Linked DNA regions of Ovis aries: region 2 is linked to region 1. A link is a contact called in public Hi-C data. All regions are on one chromosome and are shown on one strand. The core of a region is the stretch at or near the end of the contact, and the rest is flanking DNA. Distances in the headings are between cores, read along the strand shown.

Region 1 (5,533 bases), core at 2,013-4,512:
ATTATGCTAAGTGAAAGAAGTCAGAACAAGAGGTCACATATTTCATTTATGATTTCATTTATCTGAAATGTCCAGAATAGATAAATCCATAGTGATACATCGATATATTGGTGATTGTCAAGGGCTGAGTGAGGGTAGGAGGGGGAGAAACTGCTTAAAGGGTTAAGGTCTTTACTTTGCAGTGATGGAAATGTTTTGGAAGTAGAAGTGGTGGTTGTATAACATAGAGAATGCACTAAGTGCCACTTTAAAATGAACTTTATATTTTTTTCTTTTTGGCTGCACCCAGCAGTATGTGGGACCTTCATTCCCTGCCAGGGATTGAACCTGGGCCCTCTGCAGTAGAAACATAGAGGCTTAACCACTGGGCTGAGGGGGGGGAAGTCCAAAGTAATTAGCCTCCAATTAAAATAAATAAATTTAAATTAAAAAATAAAAATAAAATGAACTTTAAATCGTTCACTTTAAAATGGCTAATTTCATGTTATGTGTATTTCACCTCAATATTTTTTTTTTTATAATTTGATACATCGTATTTTCGTTTTTATTTAGTCCAAGAAATTTTTTTCCTCTCTTTGTTTTTTTTTTTGACTTGGGCTCTTAGTTCCCTGACCAGGGATCAAACCCGTGCCCCCTGCAGTGGAAGCATGGATTCAAGCCCCTCAATAAATTATTTTTGGGACAATGAAGTAACCACTTCAAGCTGGTCAGCTGACAGGTTTGAATGAGGTACAGGTTCCTTCAACTTTCATGCTGGGCAAATACCAGCTAGGGGTGGTTGAAGAAAGGAGTGGCCTAGGGGTCAGTCAGTGCTGCTTTGCTGCTGTGCCCTACTCAGTAATGATAGGATAAGCGAAAACTGAAATGATTATAGTTAACACTTCTACAGTGTTTGATGTGAGCCTGGCACTGTTCCAAGTGCTTTACATCCTAGACTCACTAAATCCTTACAACTCTGAGCTGGGTAGTATCCATTTTTCATTACAGATGAGAAACTGAGGAACTGAGGTTTAAATGACTTGTCCAAGTCACAGATGAGGAAGTGGCAGAGTTCAAGCTTGAACCTCGGCGGTCAGCCTCAACTCCCAGGCTCTGTGCTGTTTTCCATGTTTTATCTCATTTAATCCTGTGAGTCACATATTGTTGACTCAGGCTGGGACCTGGGACCCTTCACTGCAATTCTTATACCTTATCAGCCCTTTGATCAATTTCTATTGAATAAGGAGGCCAAGAACCTTCACAGGAAACGACGTTGTGAAATTCGTTCAGTAGTGTCCAACTCTTTGTGACCCCATGGACTATACAGTACATGGAATTCTCCAGGCCAGAATACTGGAGTGGGTAGCCTTTCCCTTCTCCAGGGGATCTTCCCAACCAAGGGATTGAACCTAGGTCTCCTGCATTGCGGGCGGATTATTTACTAGCTGAGCCACAAGGGAAGCCCAAGAATACTGGAGTGGGTAGCCTATCCCTTCTCCAGCAGATCTTCCCGACCCAGGAATCAAACTGGGGTCTACTGCATTGCAGGTGGATTCTTTACCAACTGAGCTATTGGGGAAGCCCAAATATCATTATTATAGGAAATGTCATTATTCCTAATTAAAAAAATATCCCCTCATGGTCCTCCCTATTCAATGTCTTCCCGTCTTTCCCCTGCATGGACTCCCTTTCCATACTTATGCGTATTTGTATACTTATGTATTTGTCTTTACATATTACTTTATATTTATATATAGGTCCACATACTCTTTTTAAAAAAATAATTTTATTTATTTAGGCTCTTCTCTAGTTGCAGCAAGTTTAGGGGGGCTACTCTCCAGTCGAGGTGTGCGGGCTTCTCATTGCAGTGGCTCTTGCTGCTGTCGAGCACGGCCCTAGCTAGGGCTTGCAGGCTTCACTAGCTGCAGTACATGGCGCAGTAGTTGCGGATCCTGGGTTCTAGGGCACAGGCTCAGCAGTTAAGGCACATGAGCTTAGCTGCTCCTCGGCATGTGGGATCTTCCCGGATCAGGAATGGAACCCCTGTCTCTTGTATTGGCAGGTGGATTCTTTTCCACTGAGCCACCGAGGAAGCCGAGTCCTACACATAGTGTTGCTTCATCTTCATTTCCCTTTATACTGTACATAGGACTGACTATATTTTCTTTGGCTTTCTCTTTACAAGACAGAGCTTTTGATTATTGCTGACTTCCCAATACGGAGAATAACATCAGGCTTTCAATAAAAATTTAAATTAAAAAATGTACATGGTGTTGGGTAGCATTGTGTGCCCCTGTGAGAATGAACAGTCATTCTGTACATGTTCTACTTTTTAAAATGTAATGTCTTCGATGAAAAAAAAAAATCAGTATATAGAACTAGCTGATTCTTTTTAACAAATGGATATCATGGACTGTGGAGATAGCACCCTTTATTTGAGCAGTTTCCTTTTTAACTAAGTAACATTTTTTTCCAGTGTCATCTCTAAGGCAAACAGCATGGCAATGAACATTTTAGCGAGTGCCTTTTTGTGCTCTAGAATTAGTGTCCAGAGCGGACCTGCTGGGGCGATGGGTATATGCATTAAAATATCCATTTGTTGTTGCTGTTTAGTAGCTACACTGTGTCTCTTTTGCAACTCTATGGACTGTAGCCGCCAGGCTCCTCTGTCCATGGGGTTTCCCAAGCAAGAATACTGGAGTGGGTAGCCGTTCCCTTCTTCAGCGGTCTTTCAGACTCAGGGATCCAACCTGGGTCTCCTGCAGGCAGACTCTTTCCCGTCTGAGCCAGCAAGGAACTGAGACTCAGAAGTTTACTGACTTTCCCACATGATGGGTAAACGACAGAGTCGCGATGTGTCTCCTGATGCGTCGGACTCCAGGGAGAACACGCCAAAGCTGGACACTGTTCTCTACACTGAGTCCTCGGGCTCATTTGGTTATCTCTGGACCTTGAGATATCACCAGGCTGGCCTTCTTCTCCCTTTTAAGTCTCAGACTCCTTCGGGGCAGCTAAACTCTGACCCTCCTCGACCGCCACTCCGTTGGCCGATCAGCACCCGCCCTAGAGCCTTTACGGCTCGGAAATGGCGATCAGCGCGATCTCTAGGCCACGCCCACTGGGAGGTGGGACCAGAGTTCAGGCCAGAGCGATGGATGCCCGAGCCAAGTTTGAAGTCGGCTCCTAGGCGGGCTCGCGCAGAAGCAGAGCTGGTGGCGGCGCAGGTCGGGAGGAGGAGCACCGAATGTAGGGCTCGCCTGCCGGGGCCGCCCGAGAGTCTCTCAAGTGCGGGCGCTGGGGCCGCCATCTTAGATGGCGGGATTAAGGCGAGAACGAGAGTGAGACGGGAAGGCTTTCCTGCCGCTCTTGGGCCCCGGAGAGGGACAGGTGGCCGGGCTTTGGGGTGTGTGCCCTGAGGCCGCGGAGCGCGAGTGGGACAATGCGAGAGCTGCCCGGGGCCCCGTCCCCTGGGCTGGGGACGCGCCGAATGTGATCGCCTCCCGCTCCCTCACCCGCCGCGGGGAGGAGGAGCGGACCAGACGCCGCCGCCGGACGACTGGACGCGGAGGCGGCCGGGCTCCCTCAGGTAGGCTGCAGGGCCGGGCCGTGGGAGCGGGGCGGCGGGGCTGAGTGGGCCGGGTTCCCGGGCGGCCCGGCTAGGGCGTCGCTGACGGAACGGCCCCGCGGCGGTCGGGCGGAGGGCCGGGCCAGGCCGCTGTCACCCCGGGTGGCGCTGGGCGGGCGGGGGCCCCGGGGCTCGGTGTCATGGCCGGCGAGCCGAGTCCCCACATTCCCCACTCAGGATTTCCTTGTGTTTCGGGGAGACGTGCGGGCGCCACCCGAGTTCCCGCTGCACAGTCCTTGTGTTTCGGCCACGGGAAAATCCGCCCAGAGACGCCTCGAATCCGTGTTGTCACTGAGGTGGACCACCGTCGTTTCTTTCTGGCCGCAGAGTGGGGGGACCCGGGCTTGCATCTTCTCTCAAGTGACACCCTTTTCGGGAAGGTGAGAGCGGTCGGGGACAAGAGGAGGAAGTAGGTCGGTGTCCCACCACAAAGGACGGGATCGGGGCCTCCCCTTGGGGCTCAGGACTCTGCGCGTTACTGATGATACCGTTGGGATGCTTATACTGACGGTCGGCCCCAGGATGCTTGGGAATAAAGATCCAGGGCTCCTTTGTGTGAAGTGAGAGCCGCCTGGACGCTTCGGCTGTGCAGCTGCAGAGGCTCTGCAGAGCTAGTCGATGCCCCGAGAGAGGCGTTTGGACGTGAGGAGAGGCGAGGCGGCTGTGTTCATTCATTGTTCTCTCTCAGGGGGCCAGGGTGTGCCCCTTTCTCTGGTGGGAGGAAGGTTAGGGTCTGCTGTGCCTCCTCTAGGTGTGACGGGGTTCTGAAAAGTCGTAAGGAGGGAATGGATTCAGCCCGCGTTCATTATTTCTGCCTGCTTCGTCCGCTCGGGTCTGAGTGGAGGTAGGCGGCCCCTCTGTTCGCTCCCAAATGTGAAAACAAGACGCTGTGATTAGGATGGGTTTACCCAGGGTCGTGCTAGTTTGGTACGACTCATTTTGCTTGGGGGAGTTGAGGGAGCATGTAGACTGGAGGGGGATTTTCGTGCTGAGCAAATGCTCTTCAGGTGGGGAGGGCGGAGCAGGCTAAGCTGAGGAAACAGCTGGTACAGAGGCCCCGAGATGTGCAGGAGTTGGAATGAATTTGGGGAGCAGCAAGCCGTCTGGGGTGCAGGAAGGAAGTGGTGAGAGATGAGGGTCTGAAACAAAGGTTGCCTAGCTTGCGAAGGATCTTTCTTTGTTGAAGATCGTGAGCTAGTTGGTTTAATTGGAGTTATTTTAGACGAATGTTGCTAATTTTCTTGCTGATAATCGATTTTCCCCCTTCTCTTGATGATGTTAAAGCTGTTAGTAATTGCACAGATTTACTTTGTTAAGCTCCGTCAAGAACATTTTGATAAATGCTTTACGTCAAATATTTTGCTCTTGCACTGTGGTGAATGAACAGAATTCATATTTCTCGGGATTCTTGCAAAAGGTTCTTCTGAAGTTGTGCTTGGTCACAAAAGTGTTGTCTTTATAAATGTAAGGCAGTCTACTATAACCGCATTTTAAATGGTTGTTGACAACATAAATTGTGCTCCCCAGTTGCTTAGAAATTGGCAGATTATATGAAACAATCTGAAAAATTGTAGAATGCAACTATTTCTAGTTTAGTAGATGTTTTATATAGTAAACTGTTCGGATTGATTCTGTGGATTCCAGTTCTGTTTTAAAGTCTTTAGCTCTATGAACATAATTTTCCCCAAAGAGCTGTATTGTTGTGCTTAATGTTTGTGCTAAAGTGACTATTATGATATTAACAGACTTCATCTAGAAGTTCCTGAATCTTTTTTGGGTTGTGATGATTATATACCACTCCAGAACATTAAGATTAAAATTCTTTTGGTTTGTTTTCACCCTTATCACTTTAAGGGCTTGCTGTTTAAAATGCAACAGAAACATTTGACCCAGTTGAACACAGGATACTTGGGAAAATTAACCTGTTAC
Region 2 (5,533 bases), core at 1,615-4,114, 68 kb after region 1:
TCAGTCTCTTAGGGCGAGAAGAGGTAGCAGATCCCCAGACCGAGGACACTCAGGGGCCCCAAGTGAGGTCTGCAGCTGGCGGAGCCATGTGTGGGGCCCCCAGCCCCACCTCAGGCTGAGGCTCATCTTGACTGAGTCAGTATAAAGAGGAGGAATGGGGTTCAGTCTGTTTCTGTTCTAGAAAGCAGGGTTGTGTACAGTAAGTTTTAGGCAATCCCAGATGATTAAAACAGGAAAGGTAATTGAAGTATAAAAAGGTAAAAAGAAAAAAAAAACCCACTTGAGATTCATCAGTGATGGCAGCTCTTTCTTCTTCAGTGGTGGATGAATCATACCAGCTCAGTGTCTTATTGAAACTGTGATAACCAGTAGCAATGTATCTTAGAGCTTGTACCACGTTTGCCTCTGACATTACTGTGGAGGGAAAGTGAGACGTTCTGGTTTAGTAGCGCCCGCGTCACATGGTCACTCAACAGTGGCGCTGAGCCTGCTGCACGGAGCGCTGAGAGGGCGACGCTGAGTGGTCCTGACGCGTCGGGCCCCGCGGGCCATCTCAGTGCCCGCTGCTCCCTGTCAGAGGCTGTGCCCGCTTCCAGCTCCAGAACTTCAGACAGACAGCTTTTGAGTTCATGACTTGGCTTGCTGACTGGTGCCTCTTAGAATCCACTCATTTCTTCAGCCAGTGTTTCCTGAGCATTCTTCTAATACCAAGCATTTCTCTTAGGGCTAGGACTGAAGCCCTGAGCAAAATGGATACAAATTCTTTCTCTTACGGAGTTAATATTCTGGTGGGGATAATAACCAAGGAAAGCCCAGCAGATGGTGTGTGCTGAGCGCTCAGGAGGAACTTGGAAGAAGGCGGGTGAGGAGTGGCAGGCCTGGCTCCCGGCATTTAGTCGATGGGTCAGTGGGGAGTCCGTGAGGGAAGCAGCAGAGGTGGAGTGGGCCGCACCCCGGGCCTGTCTCAGGGACCCCAGGAGCTCTGAGGGGCTGCTGGGGAGGCGCGAGGGAGAGGCTGGGGCAGTGGGGTCAGGCTGTGGCCTGTGAGGGCCCGGAGAGACCCTGGTCTCACTGGGTGCAGTGGGCATCCTGGACTCTGCCTGGCCTTCAGGAGGCTGCCCAGCCTTGGCCTGAAGACCAGTGATGGGAGCTTCTGAGTGACCTGAAAACTCAGCCTCGCTCTGGGCGGTTCCCACCAGCAGAGAGCCTTTTTGTATGGGAGTTGAAATCGGTTTTCCTGTCTTGTTTGGCCATTGTTCTCAGCAAACTGGATCCCTGTGATGGCCTTCTTGGGGGTGCTGTGACCCAGACTGTAGTCTTAACGCACAGTCCGCTGGCAGAACTGCTAACCTGAGCTGGCGGGCCTCTGGGTCCCGTCTCCCCATCAGTGACGGGCACGACCTGGGGAGTAGGGTTTGGACTTAAGAGAGAGTGATGGTGGAACAGAGAACAGATGACTGTTTAACAGGAGTCCGTCTTGTTCCCAGCTGCAGAAAGTAGAGGCTAGAGGGGGAGGGTGCCAGCTGAGCTCAGGTCAGGGGGCGTTGCTGGGGCAGCTGTGTGGCTGCTGCTGCCCTCTCTGCGGTTGCCATGCTGATCAGTCCACAGTGGGACTGCATGTGCCCGTGTACCCGGGACTGCGTGTGCCCGGAGGAGAGCCGTGAGGGGGCAGGGCGTGCAGGGCGTGCCGACCAGGCTCAGCGTGGGGAGTGGTTCCCCCGAGGGGCGGCCAGCCTCGCCCGGCTCCCTCCCGCATCCTCCCAAGCCTGGCCCTTTGCGTCCCGCCCCGGCCCACCCTGGCCCCGGCCCACCCTGGCCCCTGCCCTGCCTCTCGGCTGACTGCCGCATTGAGCCAGTTCACTTTCACGGGGTTCTGGCCTCTGTCCCTTACAGCCCTCCGTCAGCTCTGCCTGCGCCGAGCTGGGCCTGCTTCAGGCTCCCCCAGCCCCCTCCTGGCCTGCAGGCGTCGCAGCACACGCTAGCGTTTCCCTGGCCTCTCTCTCTCTCCTCCCCATCACCTCACTGCTCCTGGTGTTCCTCGTCCAGAACTGCCTCTTGCCTTGGCTGACCTCCCATCTCCCTCCGAAGACCGCCACCCTGAAGACCGCCACCCTCTCTGCTGGCATACTCGCTCCTCTCTGGGTCAGCGCCCTCACCTGCGTTCTGTCTTGGCTCAGATGCTCCAGAATGGACAGTTACCCAGAAGGCTCTTGTCCGTTTGTCCGTCATCAGAACTTGGGGTCGGGGCTGCACGGTTCACCAGCTCCATCTGCCCAGGTAGAAGGCAGCTCTGAACACAGTGCGTCTCTGCCGTCCACAGGCAGCCTGGGCCCTCCGCAAATTCATGTGGCAGGAAATTGGTTAAGAACCAGTGTGGAAGCTGCTGTTAGGTGATTTTATTTTCACATGATGCAGAGATCGCAGGGCAGCAGTCCGTCATGAGAACCATCTCTCTACCATTTGGTGCCCCCCAAAGTGAAATGAGTGCCCCAGTAGAGGTGCCAGGGTGCTGCGGGCACAGGCTCAGGATGCGGGGGAACTCGGTCACCTCTGGGGTGCCGCTGAGCTGGAATCCTCTGTCTGATCGCTTTTCCTGAAAGCTGACGTCCCTGTAGGGCTTCAGGCAGTTTGTCATCAGCACTGTTACTGAAAGTGGCTTCTAAATCAGCCTTACCTATAAAATAGAGTTGCTCTGTGGGTGTTTCTGAAGTTACATGAAGAGTGATTGACAGTATGTTAGTTACAAGTACAGCTGTTGGACTGGGGTTCTAGTCTGGCTCTGGCTTTTTGGGCAGTGCTACCGTGGCCAACTGGCCTAGCCCCTGCATTGCTTATAGGGTGAGGTCAGCAGTGCTAGAGGGAGAAGGCAGCTGAGGATTGGAGCAGTGCCGCCCCGTGGAGGCAGCGTGCAGGCTTAGTGAGTGGTCAGGGGTCGTTGAGAGGATTGGTTTCTAATGGGATTGAAGGCAGAGGAGCTTCATTACAATGCAGATCTTTGAATCTGTGCAAGGAGCATCTGGGCCGTCACTGGCCCGCTTCTGGGCACCAGCCTCTGGCCTCGGAGACTCAGCATCTGCTGGGCGGTTCACACCCTGCTGCTCTCATCCTTATGGGCCCAGCTTGTGACGGTCACCTCACCACCGGGGATGCCAGGCTTGACAGGAACAGCTGAAACCGAGCCGGTTCAGGGCCTTAGGGTGGAGTTTTAAGGATAGTAGTATAACCTGTTTTTTTTTCAGCCACTTGAATAATTCAGAAATTGGCATAGTATTTGTCCTGTGTAGGTCTGTGATTTTTGAATAAGGGATTTACTATCTCTTCCTCAGACGAGTGTACGTGAAAAATGAAGTTAAGATCATTCAGCTGTACTGACTGTAAACTCATTTGCAGGAGATGTTGCAGTAAAGATTCTGAAGGTTGTTGACCCCACTCCAGAGCAGTTCCAGGCCTTCAGGAACGAGGTGGCTGTCCTCCGGTGAGTGTAGAGTGGGCCTCTGTGGAGCTGTGGAGGGGCGGGCGGGCCCTGCCTCTGGGGGCGTGCTCCTGTGGAGCTCCCTTTCGAGTGGAAAGGAGTGGAACCTTCTTCCAGCTCCTGTGCTCGTTAGGCCTTGAGAAGAGCTGCTTGATGGCACCGCCCTCCCACCGCCTCAGCCTCTGGGCTCACCACCTCAACAGCTCAGGTTCTGTTGCTGGGTTTTGGTTTGACATAGGGAGAAATAGGTTCTATTTTCATATTTATTTCCAAGAACTCTTTATAGCCAAATGGCCTTAATTTGGACTTCAAAACCATCAGCTTTTCAGTCTTTGTGGAGTCCCTGATTAAACTCAGGACTAGGCTGAGTGGATGGGTGACCCCTGTGCTTGTTGGGTCTGTGCTGCTGGGAGGGGACGCCTTCTCTGCCGTCCAGGCCGGCACCCGGGTGGCCGCCCTGCTAGCCCAGAGCAGCGGCTGTGTGGGCGCAGTCTGCCATGCTTGCTTTGCAAGCCCCGGGGTTGTAAGTGCGGAGGTGTCGGTAGCACACCAGCTGCGCTCGGGGGCAGGATGCACCTCCCTGTCTGCAGAAGCACAGAGCCTTTTGTTCCCCCTCCTCCAGCAAAACCCGGCACGTGAACATCCTGCTCTTCATGGGGTACATGACGAAGGACAACCTGGCGATCGTGACGCAGTGGTGCGAGGGCAGCAGCCTCTACAAGCACCTGCATGTCCAGGAGACCAAGTTCCAGATGTTCCAGCTGATCGACATTGCCCGGCAGACGGCTCAGGGAATGGAGTGAGTGGATGGCTTGACGAGTAGGAGGTCTGGGGTCCATGCACCTTGTCCCTAAATCAAAACCAAGATTAGGGAAAGCTCAGTCTGTTAAGTGGATTCTGTGATATTTTTGCACAGCTGGAAGTGAACCTGTGGGGTGGACTGAAAGAATGAGAATGTCAGGTTTCTTGCCTGAGCTATCTACCTGCTTAGAGCTCAGATTCAGGTTCCAGCTGCTGCCCTCAGAGTTCAGCCAGACACCCCAGAACACAGAGTGGGCCGGCAGCTTCTGGGGGGCGCCACGCCTCTGAGGTGTAGCTGTCCAGTGTGGTTTATCCACCTGAGGGTTTATCAGATGTCACTTTTCTGATAATTTACATCACCGACTTGATGGACATGAATTTGAGTGAACTCCGGGAGATGGAGATTGAAAGGGAGGCCTGGCATGCTGCGATTCATGGGGTTGCAAAGAGTTGGACATGACTGAGCGACTCAACTGAGCTGAAGTTGTGCTTGCAAGTGGTTTATAAAATCTCCTGTCGTGCTTGTAAAATTCATACGGAATTTGCATGGTATACATTTTCAGAAATGACTAGTGACTCGTTTTATTCAGAGTTGTGCAGCCATTACCACTATCCAATTTTAGAACATTTTCAAGATTAATTAGATGGAAGTCTTTTGTGTCTGGCTTCTTTCCCTTGGCTTGTTTTTGAGGCGTTCATCTATGTTGCAGTGTGTTAGTACTGCAGTCCTTTCTGTGGCTGAAGAACAGTCGGCTGTACAGATATGGTTTTACTTGTTTATCAGCTGATGGACGTCTGGGTTGTCAGAATTACCTTTTGAATAAAACTGATGCTAAAAGACAACCCTGTTTGTGCTGTGGCCTTGCTTTCAGGTCTGAGTCCTAACAGGGACCACGCTGAACCAGGGCAGGACCAGTACCCGTACTGGGGTGGCCAAAAAGTTCAGTTAGGCTCTTCTGTAAGATGCAACCAAATAAATAACTAACATTTTGGCCAACCCCATAACTCCTCACCTGGGAGTCAGGCCTTCCAAGTGGTTTGCTTCTTTGATGTAATTTGAAGGAAGCTGCTTTTTACCAATGTCTGTCAAACTGGTTTTAATAGATTTATTTTCCCTTCACAGCTATTTGCATGCAAAGAACATCATCCACAGAGACATGAAATCCAATAGTATCCTTTGGTGGTAGTTTCATCAGACTGCTCAGTTCTAAATTTAGAAGACTTCTAAAGTTTACCTCAGCAAAAGTGACTTTGGAAAGA

What was found. Hi-C and Micro-C count contacts between places; a contact is called where the count stands out from the background.
Region 2: a contact with region 1 is called in a Hi-C map of muscle, with 2.9 times the contacts expected there. The contact joins the enhancer-like site here to the promoter of RAF1 in region 1. A contact is called at or near these places in 9 of 16 Hi-C or Micro-C datasets (blood, hypothalamus, mixed tissues and 4 more).

Annotation. Positions count from the first base shown.
Region 1 is chr19:56,407,772-56,413,304 of ARS-UI_Ramb_v3.0, forward strand. RAF1 (Raf-1 proto-oncogene, serine/threonine kinase) reads left to right here and starts at 3,263. Exons shown (of 19, transcript XM_060402677.1): 1 at 3,263-3,565.
Region 2 is chr19:56,475,902-56,481,434 of ARS-UI_Ramb_v3.0, forward strand. RAF1 (Raf-1 proto-oncogene, serine/threonine kinase) reads left to right here. Exons shown (of 19, transcript XM_060402677.1): 13 at 3,391-3,475; 14 at 4,095-4,271; 15 at 5,397-5,443. Among named protein-coding and RNA genes, the nearest start is that of MKRN2, 45 kb to the right of the region's middle. Within about 2 kb of position 2,865, at least 8 of the 54 cell types and tissues checked have an H3K27ac peak or open chromatin away from gene starts, as enhancers often do. A contact at or near this core is called in hypothalamus and muscle, where this site is marked.